Linked DNA regions of Capsicum annuum: region 2 is linked to region 1. A link is a contact called in public Hi-C data. All regions are on one chromosome and are shown on one strand. Each heading gives the region's core, a stretch centred on a gene start, on an enhancer-like site or on the middle of the called end of the contact. The rest is flanking DNA. Distances are from core to core; before and after follow the strand shown. Region 1 overlaps LOC107859147 (phytochrome E). Region 2 holds the start of LOC107859155 (SH3 domain-containing protein 3).

Region 1 (6,593 bases), core at 2,368-4,867:
GGGGTAAGATGTACGCAGTCCATACCTCTACCTCTGATGAAGTAGAAAGGCTGTTTCCGAAAGACCCCCGGCTCAAGTTACGAGATATCAAACAAACACATAGTACAGCACAGAAGCAGATGACATAACATAGATACTGCAGCCATAAGGAATATAAAACAGAGTAAAGCAGGAATGCAGGAATATAAAGCAGAGGAAAGCACACAGATTCGTAACAAACATAGAACACGGAACACGGAACAGAACAGAACATTGAAATACGGAATCATACCAGGAATACACCCCCACCAATTACCTCCCTACATTAGCGACCCGAACAGGCCCTAATCCTCTGCCGTAATCCACTTCTATATATGCTGAGACAATTTAAGGTTCTTGCTTTTCCTTCTGTTTGTGCCTGTGTTCTGTATTATTATTATTTTTTCATTTGGGTCGGTAGAAAAGGGGAGGGGATGGACTTCATTAATTTTGATCTTCTTTAATTGCAGCTATGCTATCTGATAGTATGGGCATTACTTCTATTTCTGGCAGGTAATTGGCCACAATTTGGCAGCCCTGTAGAGCATGGCTCCACGCAAAGTCCTGGCACTTCACCAGGCTTTAGATCCCTGAGTCCTACCATTGACAATAATTTACATGGGTTAGCTTCAATTTTGAATCCTCGTGCATCAAATACAAATACCTTGAGGGTAGCACCTATTGGTGAGGACCGCACAATGAATGGTCATGCAGATTTCCGTAATGGTTCAAACCATGCTGCTCCCTTCCCTCAGTCTCATTCTTTCCCCGACCCTAATATAAGCCAGTTTGGTGGAACAATGTCCTCTTTTGGTGCTTCAAATACAAATGGTTCTGCTGTTGAAACACTATCAGGACCACAGTTTCTCTGGGGCAGTCCAAAGTTGCATCCTCAACAGAGTAATTCTTCATCCTGGAAAACCCAGTCTTCGACGAATTCTTTTACATTTAGTGGTCAGGGCGACAGGTTTTCCTTGTCAAATCATCAAAAATCTTTCCTCAGTTCATCTCAGCATCATCATCAGCACCTTCACCATGTTGGATCTGCTCCATCTGGTCTTCCCTTTGATAGGCACTTAGGTTTTTACCCAGACTCATCAATCTTGAATACAGGTTTTAGAGGCATGGGTATAGGTCCTCGTGACGGAAGCTTGATGGTTAATTATGGTGCTCGTACTACTTCGAATGCTGGCGTTGCTATTCCAGGGAATATGTCGGACAATGGTTCTCTTGGATTTGGCATGATGTCTTCCCAAAGACTTAGTCCTTTATTCCTAGGTAATGGTCATTTCTCAGGACATGCAGCTTCTGGCTTTGAGGGGCTGACTGAACGCAGTCGCACTCGACGTGTTGACAATAATAGTGGGAACCAGATGGACAACAAGAAGCTGTTTCAACTTGACTTGAATAGGATTAGATCTGGTGAAGATACTCGGACAACTTTGATGATTAAAAATATTCCTAACAAGTAATAGCAACTTCTAAATTCTTGTACCTTGTACCTTGTTATGTATGGATTATTTTAGCATCTGCAACACTTGACATTGTCTTCATCCAGGTACACCTCCAAGATGCTTTTAGCGGCTATTGACGAACAACATAAAGGCACTTTTGATTTTCTATATCTTCCCATTGACTTCAAGGTAATCATATGGTGGTTAGGATTTTGTGGTTTTCTTTTTGTTTCTCAAAAGTCTGATGGAAATTCTTGCATGCGAGCAGAACAAATGCAATGTGGGATATGCATTTATCAACATGTTGTCTCCATCACTCATTATCCCATTTTATGAGGTTTGTTTTTGTTTGTTCTTTTAAACGTATTCTATTACTTTCTTTTCCTAAAGGTGATTGGGCTATGAGCTTGAAGCTATGTCCCTCCTTGTTAGTTCCTGCCTTCCCGGTTATATATATAGATTGCTATGCCTTCTTAATTGTGTCTTCGTTCTATTGTTTTTGCGGTCTTGAACTTTCGAAGCAAAGAGTGTTATGCTGAATGTTCACTCTGTGCAGGCATTTAATGGAAAGAAGTGGGAGAAATTCAATAGTGAGAAAGTGGCTGCTTTGGCTTATGCTCGGATTCAGGGAAAGACGGCCCTTGTAGCCCACTTCCAGAATTCAAGTTTGATGAATGAAGATAAGCGATGTAGGCCAATCCTTTTCCACTCGGAAAGCTCAGAATTGGGGGATCAGGTAATATAGACCATCTTCTTGAGAATTAAACATGCGAAATATAACATTATTACTACTTTTATGTCTCGTTTTATGATTCTAGCAAAGTTTCAAAAGGTTTTAAGTAAAGCTGATAGCATGAAAACAACAACATTCAGTTTGGAGGTAGAGGTTGGCTATAGTGGATGTTGGCTCACTGCAAGCGTTTATAAAATCTTTGATTACTCATCAAAAACAGAGAAAAAAAAAGATTCTGCTTGCTCCCAAGATCTGCTCTGTTTGCTTTCCTGCTTTTAGTTAATGTTGTGTTAAGTCATGTCAGCGAGCTTTGATTTTTTGTTCTTTCAGGCTCTGTGATTGAATATTTTTTTGCTAAGATGATAACATGAAACTGCAACTTTTGCATCAAAACACAATTATAACTTAAAGATGAAAACTTTCCTGCAGATTGTTCAAGAACATCTGTCATCAGGGTGCGTACATATTCAAGTCTCCCAGTCAAACGAGTCAGACTTGGTGGGGTCACAAGGTAGCCCGCCTGAGGAGGATCCAGTTGACAAATTGGAGAAGACCTAGCGTTGGCATTGAAACGTTTTTTTTGCTCGCGGCTTGAAGAGAGTGCAGCTGGCTAGCACAAGTGTCGATATACATTGTGTAGAGTAGCATGATTTGAGGCACAAAAATAGAAGTATGAAGTTCGTTGTACTATAGTGAGTAGGTGTTTTTGGGTAGAAATCTCTATGAGGAAGCGGGTTCGTTCTAACTTATGTGGCATCAAAGCATTTGTAGTTCATGTTGTAATCCTTTGGCAAGTTGAAATAGCATGCAGATGCAAGGTTGTAGTTTTGTAACATTTATTTGGGGGATTGGGGTAAAACTGTAAAGAGAGGGGGGATGCTTGAAAAATGTAAAGTGGGAAGGAAAACTGGCTGTCATTTTGTATCAAGCTTTTGGTATTTATGTGAAACTTTTCTAGAAACTATACCGTAATCTTCTAGAACAGCCGTATGACAAAATTGCTTGGTTCATTTCTACTTTTTATCACGAGAAACTGAAGGGGAGCCTTGACGTAACTAGTAAAGTCGCTGCCATTATTGAAGCGGTGAAAACAACTCTTTACAGAGATGCATTGGACTGCTCTTTTTACCAAGCATTTAACTTGTTCTTTAGTGGAAAACCTATAATTTAGCACTTGACTATAGAACATCAGGTAATGGAATGCTAATACGCATCTCTTTTTTTTTTCACCTTCAACCCCTGTATAGAATAATAATACGACAATTATGTGCTTGTAGATGATTCTTGCAGATTGACTATCCGATAGATTAATCGAGATACGCACGTAAACATATCACTGCTCTTGGAGTTAGAGTCGCCCATTTCATTCTATCTTTTTTGTGCAGTCTCTTGTTTCGAGACAGATGTTGTGGACTATTTTTAGACATTTGAGATTTATTATTACTAGATGCTCTTGTACTAGCTCTACTAGGTCGTGATATGGGACGGAGGGAGAAGTAAAACTTGACGGATCTTTTTCCATTTCCAGCTCTGGATAAGTTACCGGAAAAATAAAAAAAATTATTGGCACCATGTTTAAACACATAGTTCATGCAAGAGGTTTAAAGAAGTTAATCTTGAATGAATGGAACTCTTCTATCCAGCAAAACATCATAATTTTGGAGCATCTTATCTGGAAAGATAGTTTTAGAGCGTTATGATACAAGAAATATACAACTTGCATAACTAACCACATGAAAATACATCCTGTGCTGCTCTGCTGATAGTAGCAGTAATCATGTACAAGGTAGGAGAATCACAATCAACTCCAAGGCTCTAGAAATACCAGATATATTCTCCATTATACAATACCGGAAAAAAAAAAAAAGGGAGACATTTAACCTGAAGTGCAGAGGAAGGCTAAAGGTACTTTGAGATAGCACACTCTACATCAAAATATGGCCCATGTTGTCTAGATTTCTGTTTCTTGAGTTCCTTCTGAACTCGGAACTTGTGTAGATTTCGATGTTTTGAGTTCCACGTCAATTAGGAAATAACATTTGTTTTCCTCTCTGACATAATGGACGTTTCCATTCATAATATTGAGAAGTTTCTGGGAAACATTCAACGCGATTCCTTCTTCTGTTGTCCATCGATTTCTTCCTCCAGACATGGCATCAATTAGAGCAGCAGGTACTCCTTGGCCAGGGTGAGCCATTCTATAAAATAGTGTGTGTTTAATTTTTACAGGAACATTTATCAATAGAAGTCATGACAATCCATACATATAGTTATTGTAAGGTCATACAAGGTGGTTTCGCGGATTATGACAAAGACGTTTTAGTTACAAAGGAAAACTGATTTGAAAGATCAAAAGTGAGTCTTGATAACAGAAAACAAATTCAGATATGTGACTAAAGCACCGTAATATTTCTGCTGATTAGATTAACATTGCCTGAGAGGACAGAGACTGGATAAAATGAGTAAGCTCATGTTCTTATGTGAAAAAACAGCAATAGACAAATAGCACTCAAGTTACCTGAACTGCATATGAATTAATTCCTTTCCATCTTGTACAAGTCTTAAACCAGGTAACACCTTGATTTCCACCCAACCATCCGGAGAAGGTGCATGATGAACTATAGTAAGCAAGAAGTCTGACAGAACACGCTGAAGCTTAATTTGATCACCATATAGAGGAAGGGTTTTGATCTGGTCAGGTATATCACGCAGCAGCTGTAAGTTCTTCTCTTTCAGAAAAATCATTACTTGACTCACAATAGCATCCACAACATTTCCTAGAATGAATTCCTTCATGTTTAGCTCTACTTTGCTGCTAGAACCAGGAGAAAGTAATATGCATTTAGCAGACCTTTTAGCCATAGAGAAATAAAGAATCAAGTATCAACATGCATATATTATGGTAGCTTATTGTTGCACTAGCAAATAGAAAGAGTGTTTACAGTAGATTTTACAGCGAAAACATATCTAGGTGTGTGATATATAATGAGTAGCGACTCATCAGAACGTTTAAATTGCCAATTTTTGGCATTTTTTGTGAAACAAAGAGACAACTGATGATTATGCAATGTGTTTAGGATAGATGAGATCTATTTTTGCGTCCAACCTCAACTAAAAAGGCTTCAGGCTTCAGCATCATTATAAAAGATATAAGCACTACAGGATTACATACTCTAAGCAAACAGGTGCTCCTAATAGAATAGTTCCCATGGCATCTACTACGGCCTGTGCAAACATGATATAAGAGAACTCATGCATATTAATAGATTTTTCATTCAATTTTGTCAGTTCGATTTGGAGTAGTTCTCTTAATCCGATACCTTTGGGACTTCTTTTTCAATTTTATTTTAGCGGAGTGTTTCTACCCAACCTATCTATAAACGTAAAATTGCAGTAATTAGACAGTAGCACCATATCCTAAGTAGAGAATGGGCTGATGTGGTTCCCTCTTTTTTTTATTTTTTTTTGAACTGTGTACTTTACGGACAACACAAACTCATCAATTCACAAGCTAGAAATCTTCTAGTCTCTTTTTAATAAAACCCATTTTCTGATTCCGAATTTGACTTTCAGTGTCACCAAAAGCAGAGAAAAGCTAGCAGAGATCAGCAGCAACAGAGGAGAAAGAAGCTGAAAAAGCACCAGCAGAGAAGAAGCCAAAGGCAGGAAAGAAGTTATGAAAGGAAGAGGTGCAACTGGTGCTGACAACAACAAGAAGAGGGTAAAGAAGAGTGTTGAAACTTACATTGATGAACAGTTTCATCGATGATGTATTTGAGAAGCTTGCTCAGAGCCTTGATGATAGACTAGGTACAATAAGAAACCTACTATTACTTGTAGGGAAATTCATACTGCTGTGAGGCTTGCGTTGTCTAGTGAGTTGGTTACACATGTTGGTTCTGAAGGCAGGCTTTTAATGGATTTGCAGTCTTTTCGGTACTTCTCTCTTTTTTTCTTTGGCGCTCCTGTAAACTAATTGCACTCCTTTGGAAAGCTGTTTCTAGTGAAATTAACAGTTAATGAGTACCAGCTACTCAGGACTGTGATGTAGTGCCCAAATATAGCTCAAAGAACTATCAGTAGGAGGCCACACAAACAGGAAATAAAATTTCTGCAGCCTATTAACCATAAAGTGAATTACTTTATAGTTGAATCTACACAGATTAATGTAAGCCATGATAAGGGAAGAGTTGTAATAGAGGAAAGGAAAGTGGTAACCACTTCTTTGTAACGACTGGATGAACGACCCCATTCAGGTCTTAGAAGAAGGGAAATGATCCTCTCAGATCATCTACGAAATTTCTCTATCATAAAGTGAAATAGGTTGAGGTGGAGCATAAACAAAACATATTACGGAGATAAGAGTAATATTAATCAGGGTTCATACA
Region 2 (6,593 bases), core at 1,919-4,418, 110 kb before region 1:
CAGAAGACAAGATACAGGAATAAAACGCTCTCCACTAGTTTGGCATTTATCTTGTTCATAGATATATATTGTCTTGTGCAGTTAACAAAGCACCTCGGAAGGCAGACGATATATTGACTGCTGACAAGAGCAACAACAAAAGAAAGACACAAAAGGCAACCCAATCAAGTAGAAAAGTATCTTAAAATGGGCCATGACCAATGGGAATTAGAAATATTAATGCATGTGGACAATCCAAGCAGAATAGCTCAAGGTGATACAATAAGCTAAGCTCGACATCATTATGTTCAACTCACGTAAGAAGAAGATAGTGCATCTTAAGAAGCCAAGAATAAATTTAGTAGCCAGAGCAGAAGAAGATGAAAATGACTAAAAGGACCTGCTACGAATATCTAAAAATAGGTCAAGCTCAAGCTAATTTAGAAAAGTGAATGCATATCAATTAGCGGAGCTGAACAACATTATGATTAGGTCAGCTAGGTCAAATCTCAGCCTTTCTGAGCAAAAATATAAGTTGGCTAAAAATCTCAAAAGAAGTGACCACTTAGTACAGAATATTCAGGTCAGGCAGCACTGACGTGGATATCAAACAAATAAAGACTTGAACATAGCACTTAGCACCTAGATTTCACTCATGGACCCCAGCCACACCCTCAGTTGTTTTTCTTGAGTAACTTATATTTTTATGTTTAGTTGTGTACTATATTCAGTCGATGCCCAATTTTGTTCAACTTTTTATGAATCAAAAGCACATTCAGAACCATCCAAGATGGTGTCAAATTATATACATAGGAAAATGTTGCTCAACTGAAGTCATCTATCAAGTTAGCCCAACTACCTGCGGATTCTCATTTTGAATTAAAAAGCTATATGAAACAAAAACAATCTTATCACATATGTCAAACATTCTCGTGTTTGTTTTGTGCCGACAAACAAGATTATAACAGATGCTTCTTCTGAGAATAAACAATACTAGAAAAAAAAAAAGAACTTTTGGCGGGTTGGCAGCATAAGACTGCCTACGAATAGGCAGAAGGAACTTCTTTATCTTTGATAACCGTGGTGTCCTGGCTAGCTTTCGCGCACCTCGACTAATTTCACGGGATACCTGTCACCTCCCAATAGCAATAGGTACCCGTTAACTCTATCCACCAAGGCTAGGACAAATGGGAAGAGATCACCTAGTGTTTTTGTAACCTGAGTCCTTTGATAATAAGTAAATCTAGCTGGCAAGAAGCAGGAAGAGCAAAGTGAAGGCCTTTGATAATGACTAAATCTTTTAATTAGCTATTACATGCTAAAAGAATATATTAGCAGTTATTTTCTGCAAGTAAATAAATTGCAGTCAGGAATATACTTTATTAAATTTCACACTTAGAACGTAAATGACTGAACATCAAACATTATAATACACGAAAAAAAGTTGTAGACAACGAACAGGCTTTATTTACATTATGTGACAGAATCCTTACCCTTTTTTCACGGGTAGACTTATACAACTTGTCCAGTTGATGATGTAATTGCATCTCCATCTCATCAATGACCATAACATCAGAACTTTCATAACCAGTTGCACTGAACTGCTTGATGACTGCCTGAAGTTTACAAATCGAGATAACAAGCAAGTAAGAATCAATCTATGACACTATAAAACTAACACTTACTGTGGAAAGAAACAATTTGTGACATCTCCCAAATGTCGATAACTCAATTGAATTCTTGAGTAAGGTGGGAGATTTCATTATTGCTGCTTCTTTTTTGTTTTTCTTTTTTTAATAGTAAAGTTTCAATGTTAGGATACAGGATATTTTTTCATCCTTTATCTTACAGACAAATGAGGATGTTGGTTACTTGGTTTACAAGGGAGGATGTACCATTTACATCACAGTTTCAGTAGAACCCAGTACCTTCGCTCAAACATTGCAGTTACCTTAAAATATTCATTTACCATGTACAAATTATAACTTTAGAATCCACTAACATCATAGAGCTAGAATCTACAACCCATAAACTTCAAATCATGGATCCACCGGTACTCCTTGTACCATTTTGTATTACCACACCAATTCCAAAGCCCAAAGTGAGTGCATTTTTATTCAGTTATCGAGGTAAACAAAACGATTAGGGAGATTAAAATCCAAAAAAAGCACTTTTTCGCAACACATTCAATTCGACATAAAATCAAAAGACAAAAACTGACAAGCATAGAAATCCATAAAACTAAAAATCTTCCATCGCTCTCTTCTGAACTTCAGTTCATCATTTCCTCGGAAAATGAATTACTCTTGTACAATGAAACACGGCAGCCTGGTGCATTACAGCTCCCTCTATGCGTGAGGTCTAGGGAATCACTGAACCACAAGGTTCTATTGTACGTAGCCTTACCTCGCATTTCTGCAAGAGGCTGTTTCCACACTTTGAACCCGTGACCTCATAATCACATGACAACAACTTTTCCGGTTACTGTTATACAATGATTCTCCATAATTCAAGTATTCATTCACACATCAAACCACGATCGACCACCAAAGTTCCAAACTCATAAGGCTCAAAAGTAAACCGATGTGGTAATAAAGAAAAAAAGACAATGATTCCAATCCAAAATGACTTTGCTAATACACAATTAGCTCTTATCAACCCAAAATTCAAAAAAGCAGTTACTCGGATAGTAACCACCCTCCACTTGTGAGTTCGAGTCACCACGAAACAGATTAAAAAAGGTCAGAGCTCCATTCCCCAAGAAGGGGTTTTTAAAAAAATAAAAATAAAATTTTCCCATTTTAGAGTTCCGCTAAATGAATCAAGAAAAGCATAAAGATTACACCAGAATTTCAAGAATATTCACATTCTATTGTGGCAACCCCAAAGAAGAAAAAGAGTATAATTGGATCAAGAAAAGGATAAAGATGTACCTGTTGCTGTTTAGCGACTTGCTCTCTGAATTTGCTAGCTTGCTTTCTCAAAGCATCCATTGCTGTAAGCTGTAATCTTTGTGATTTCTTGATTTGTTTGTATATTCAATATATCTGATCTGAATAAAGGTTGTATACTACTGCTGCTGCTTCAATGAAAGAAAGCTGCTTTTAGCTTTTAATTACATACCATTTCCTTTTTTCTTTACTCCCCCTTCCTTTTTCCCCATCTACTACACTATAAGTAATTAATAAAAGGACAAAAAAGAATTAAAAAAAATGAGTTTAAATTCAATGTGCTTAAAAAACAAAATATTTCTTTAACGGAAAAAGGATAAATATTTATGATAAATGGTATGTATATATTATTCATCATATTTTGGGTATATATATGCTCCGACCATTGATAAAATGGTGTGTATATGCTCCTCACACTAGTGATATGGGCATATGTGTACCAAAAATATGATGAAAGGTATATATGTATAAATACGTACCATTTATCATGATTTGAGGTATATTTGTTCATTTTTTATTTTAATTTTTTATCTTGGATAATTAACCCAAACCTCGACTCGTATGTTCAGCGAATCCCATTTCAAATCAACTCGACCCAACCTTTATTGTTTGTTTCAAATCCGATACTCCCTTTATTTTTCTCTTAAGCGTGAAATCTAATCAAATTGCAGTGAATGATCGTTGCTGCTAGATGGTGTTTACTAGTTGGAGGAAGTGGAGATTAATCAGGTCGGAGGTGTCCAAAGCTAGGAGTGCGACAATGGTTCATTGATGAGGTGTTTCTAATTCGACGAAGATGTTAGCTATCTGGTGTTGATTGGTGGCGGATATTGTTTTCCCGATGAAATTTTGCTAAAAAATGAAATGTGAGGAGTTCAATTTATTTGATGTTATTCTTGGATGTTATGGGTTAATTTATTTTTTTTAAATGGCAGTAGTGAGTGTTATTGTATTATATGTGCACGTCGTTATAGGGATGGAAAAATACGACTGTTAGATAGGCATCTCTTGAATTATAATTGGGACGGAGTCCAATAGTAAATTTCAGATAATTATTTGAGATAAAAAAGGAAAAAATACTCCCAAACTATGATAAATGGTACGTATATACCTGTCGTCATATTTTGGGTACACATATACCCCTGTCATTAGTGTGAGGGGCATACACGTACTATTTCACTAACGGTAGATGCATATGTGTATTCAAAGTATAACAAATGATATATACGAACCATTAATCATAGTTCAGAGATATTAATATTTTTTTTTCGTTTCTATAATAATGTCCCTGGGAGGGAGACTTGGAATAACTGTTAAAGTTATTATCATGTGACCAGGAGGCTACATGTTCTAGTGGCTCGATCTTTCTCTGAACCCCAAGTGCACCAAATTGTCTTACAATTATGTCATTAAAAAAAATAATTACACAATATATTTGATATTATTAATTAACAAAATCAAATAAATAGTATAACATGTTAAACTAAATTGTTGGTTATTAAAAAGAGCATTCATTACGCTATAAGTATGTATGACTTATTTTTCTTTTAATTTATATGACATTATTTTTATCTAAAATGAGGTTAAAATAATCAACGCCACAACTATTACTCGCAGTCTCAACTAAATTAGAATCAAATACATGCTTACCCGTTGATCATGTAACCTCAATTTAAAATAATAGAGATAATACCCATGAAAATAGCTGAAGTTTGACCGGATTACCAGTTGAGCACACTGAACTTTGCGGGGGGTTCTATTATCCCCTCAGACTTTTTTTTCCGTATTTTAATGGTATATATCTGTCACTTGACACGTTGCGCGTTATTCACGTGCATTGAGCACGTGAACAATGTTAAAAACGTTTTAAACTCTTTTTTTTTTGTCAAACAGCCTCTTAATTTTATAATTATTTAAGTTTTATATTTTTATTTATTTTTCATTCTTCTTCTTTCTTTTCTTCAACAATGGTTGCTCCATCGTTGAATTGAAATTTAATAGAACTCAATGGTTATAATTTAATGGAACTTGCTAATTGAAACTCAATGGATGATTCGAAAGATTCAAATTCGGAAACTCGCTAATTTAATTCCGAGTTTCATTAATAGAAATTGAATCTTCCGAGTTTCATTAATGGAAGATTAAATAGCTTCATACATGAAATTAAATTTCTCGAATCTTCCGAGTTCCATTAATGAATTTTTCGAATCTTTCGAATTCCATTAATGAATTTTCCGAATCTTCCGAGTTCAACAACAACAACAACAACAAACCCAGTGTATTCCCACTTTGTGGGGTCTGGGGGGGGTAAGATGTACGCAGTCCATACCTCTACCTCTGATGAAGTAGAAAGGCTGTTTCCGAAAGACCCCCGGCTCAAGTTACGAGATATCAAACAAACACATAGTACAGCACAGAAGCAGATGACATAACATAGATACTGCAGCCATAAGGAATATAAAACAGAGTAAAGCAGGAATGCAGGAATATAAAGCAGAGGAAAGCACACAGATTCGTAACAAACATAGAACACGGAACACGGAACAGAACATTGAATACGGAATCATACCAGGAATACACCCCCACCAATTACCTCCCTACATTAGCGACCCGAACAGGCCCTAATCCTCTGCCGTAATTCGCGTCTTCCAGACCTTCCTATCTAGGGTCATGTCCTCGGTAAGCTGTAACTGTTCCATGTCCCGCCTAATCACCTCACCCCAGTACTTCTTCGGTCTACCCCTACCCCGTCTAAAACCATCCAACGCTAGCCTCTCACACCTACGGACCGGGGCATCCATGCCCCTCCTCTTCACGTGTCCGAACCATCTCAATCGTGCTTCCCGCATCTTACACTCCACTGAAGTCACCCCAACCTTCTCCCGGATAGTCTCGTTCCGAGCTCTATCCCTTCGGGTCAGTCCACACATCCAGCGCAACATCCGCATTTCTGCCACCTTCATTCTTTGGGTGTGGGAGTTCTTAACTGGCCAACACTCCGCTCCATACAGCAAGGCCGGACGGACTACCACCCTATAGAATTTACCTTTAAGCTTGGGCGGCACCTTCTTATCACACAGCACCCCCGATGCAAGTTTCCACTTCATCCATCCCGCCCCGATACGGTGCGAGACATCCTCGTCAATCTCACCGTTACTCTGGATCACGGACCCGAGGTACTTGAACTTATCCCTTTTCTTTACCTCCTGCGCTTCTAGCCTCACCACTACCTCATTCTCTCGCCTTACGTCATTAAACTTACATTCCACATACTCTGTCTTGGTTCTGCTCACCCTGAACCCTTTAGACTCCAGAGTTTGCCTCCACAGCTCTAATTTGTCGTTCACACCCCCTCGCGTCTCATCTATCAGGACTACATCGTCTGCAAAAAGCATACACCACGGCACCTCCCCTTGGATACGCCGCGTTAACACATCCATTACTAGCGCAAACAAAAAGGGACTAAGAGTAGATCCCTGATGCAATCCTGTCAGGACAGTGAAATGCTCTGAGTCTCCTCCCGCCGTCCTCACCTGGGTTTTCGCTCCCTCATACATATCCTTAATTACTCTGCTATATGCCTGCGGTACTCCACTCACCTCCAAGCATCTCCAAAGCACCTTCCTTTCCGAGTTCCATTAATGGAAATTGAATCTTCCATTG

Evidence for each region. Hi-C and Micro-C count contacts between places; a contact is called where the count stands out from the background.
Region 2: a Hi-C map of leaf shows a contact between it and region 1, with 1.9 times the contacts expected there. The contact joins the promoter of LOC107859155 here to the enhancer-like site in region 1. A contact is called at or near these places in 2 of 5 Hi-C or Micro-C datasets (leaf and placenta).

Annotation. Positions count from the first base shown.
Region 1 is chr2:121,275,460-121,282,052 of UCD10Xv1.1, reverse strand. LOC107859147 (phytochrome E) reads right to left here. Exons shown (of 3, transcript XM_047406772.1): 2 at 4,724-5,017; 3 at 3,806-4,403. The coding sequence ends at 4,157. It overlaps LOC107859148 (protein MEI2-like 5), which reads left to right. Exons shown (of 12, transcript XM_016704059.2): 8 at 532-1,486; 9 at 1,577-1,661; 10 at 1,741-1,809; 11 at 2,029-2,208; 12 at 2,635-3,169. The coding sequence ends at 2,763. Among protein-coding and RNA genes, the nearest start is that of LOC107859147, 4.1 kb to the right of the region's middle. Within about 2 kb of position 3,617, at least 2 of the 5 cell types and tissues checked have an H3K27ac peak or open chromatin away from gene starts, as enhancers often do. A contact at or near this core is called in leaf, where this site is marked.
Region 2 is chr2:121,386,254-121,392,846 of UCD10Xv1.1, reverse strand. LOC107859155 (SH3 domain-containing protein 3) reads right to left here and starts at 3,168. Exons shown (of 10, transcript XM_016704073.2): 1 at 2,913-3,168; 2 at 1,473-1,595. The coding sequence starts at 2,972.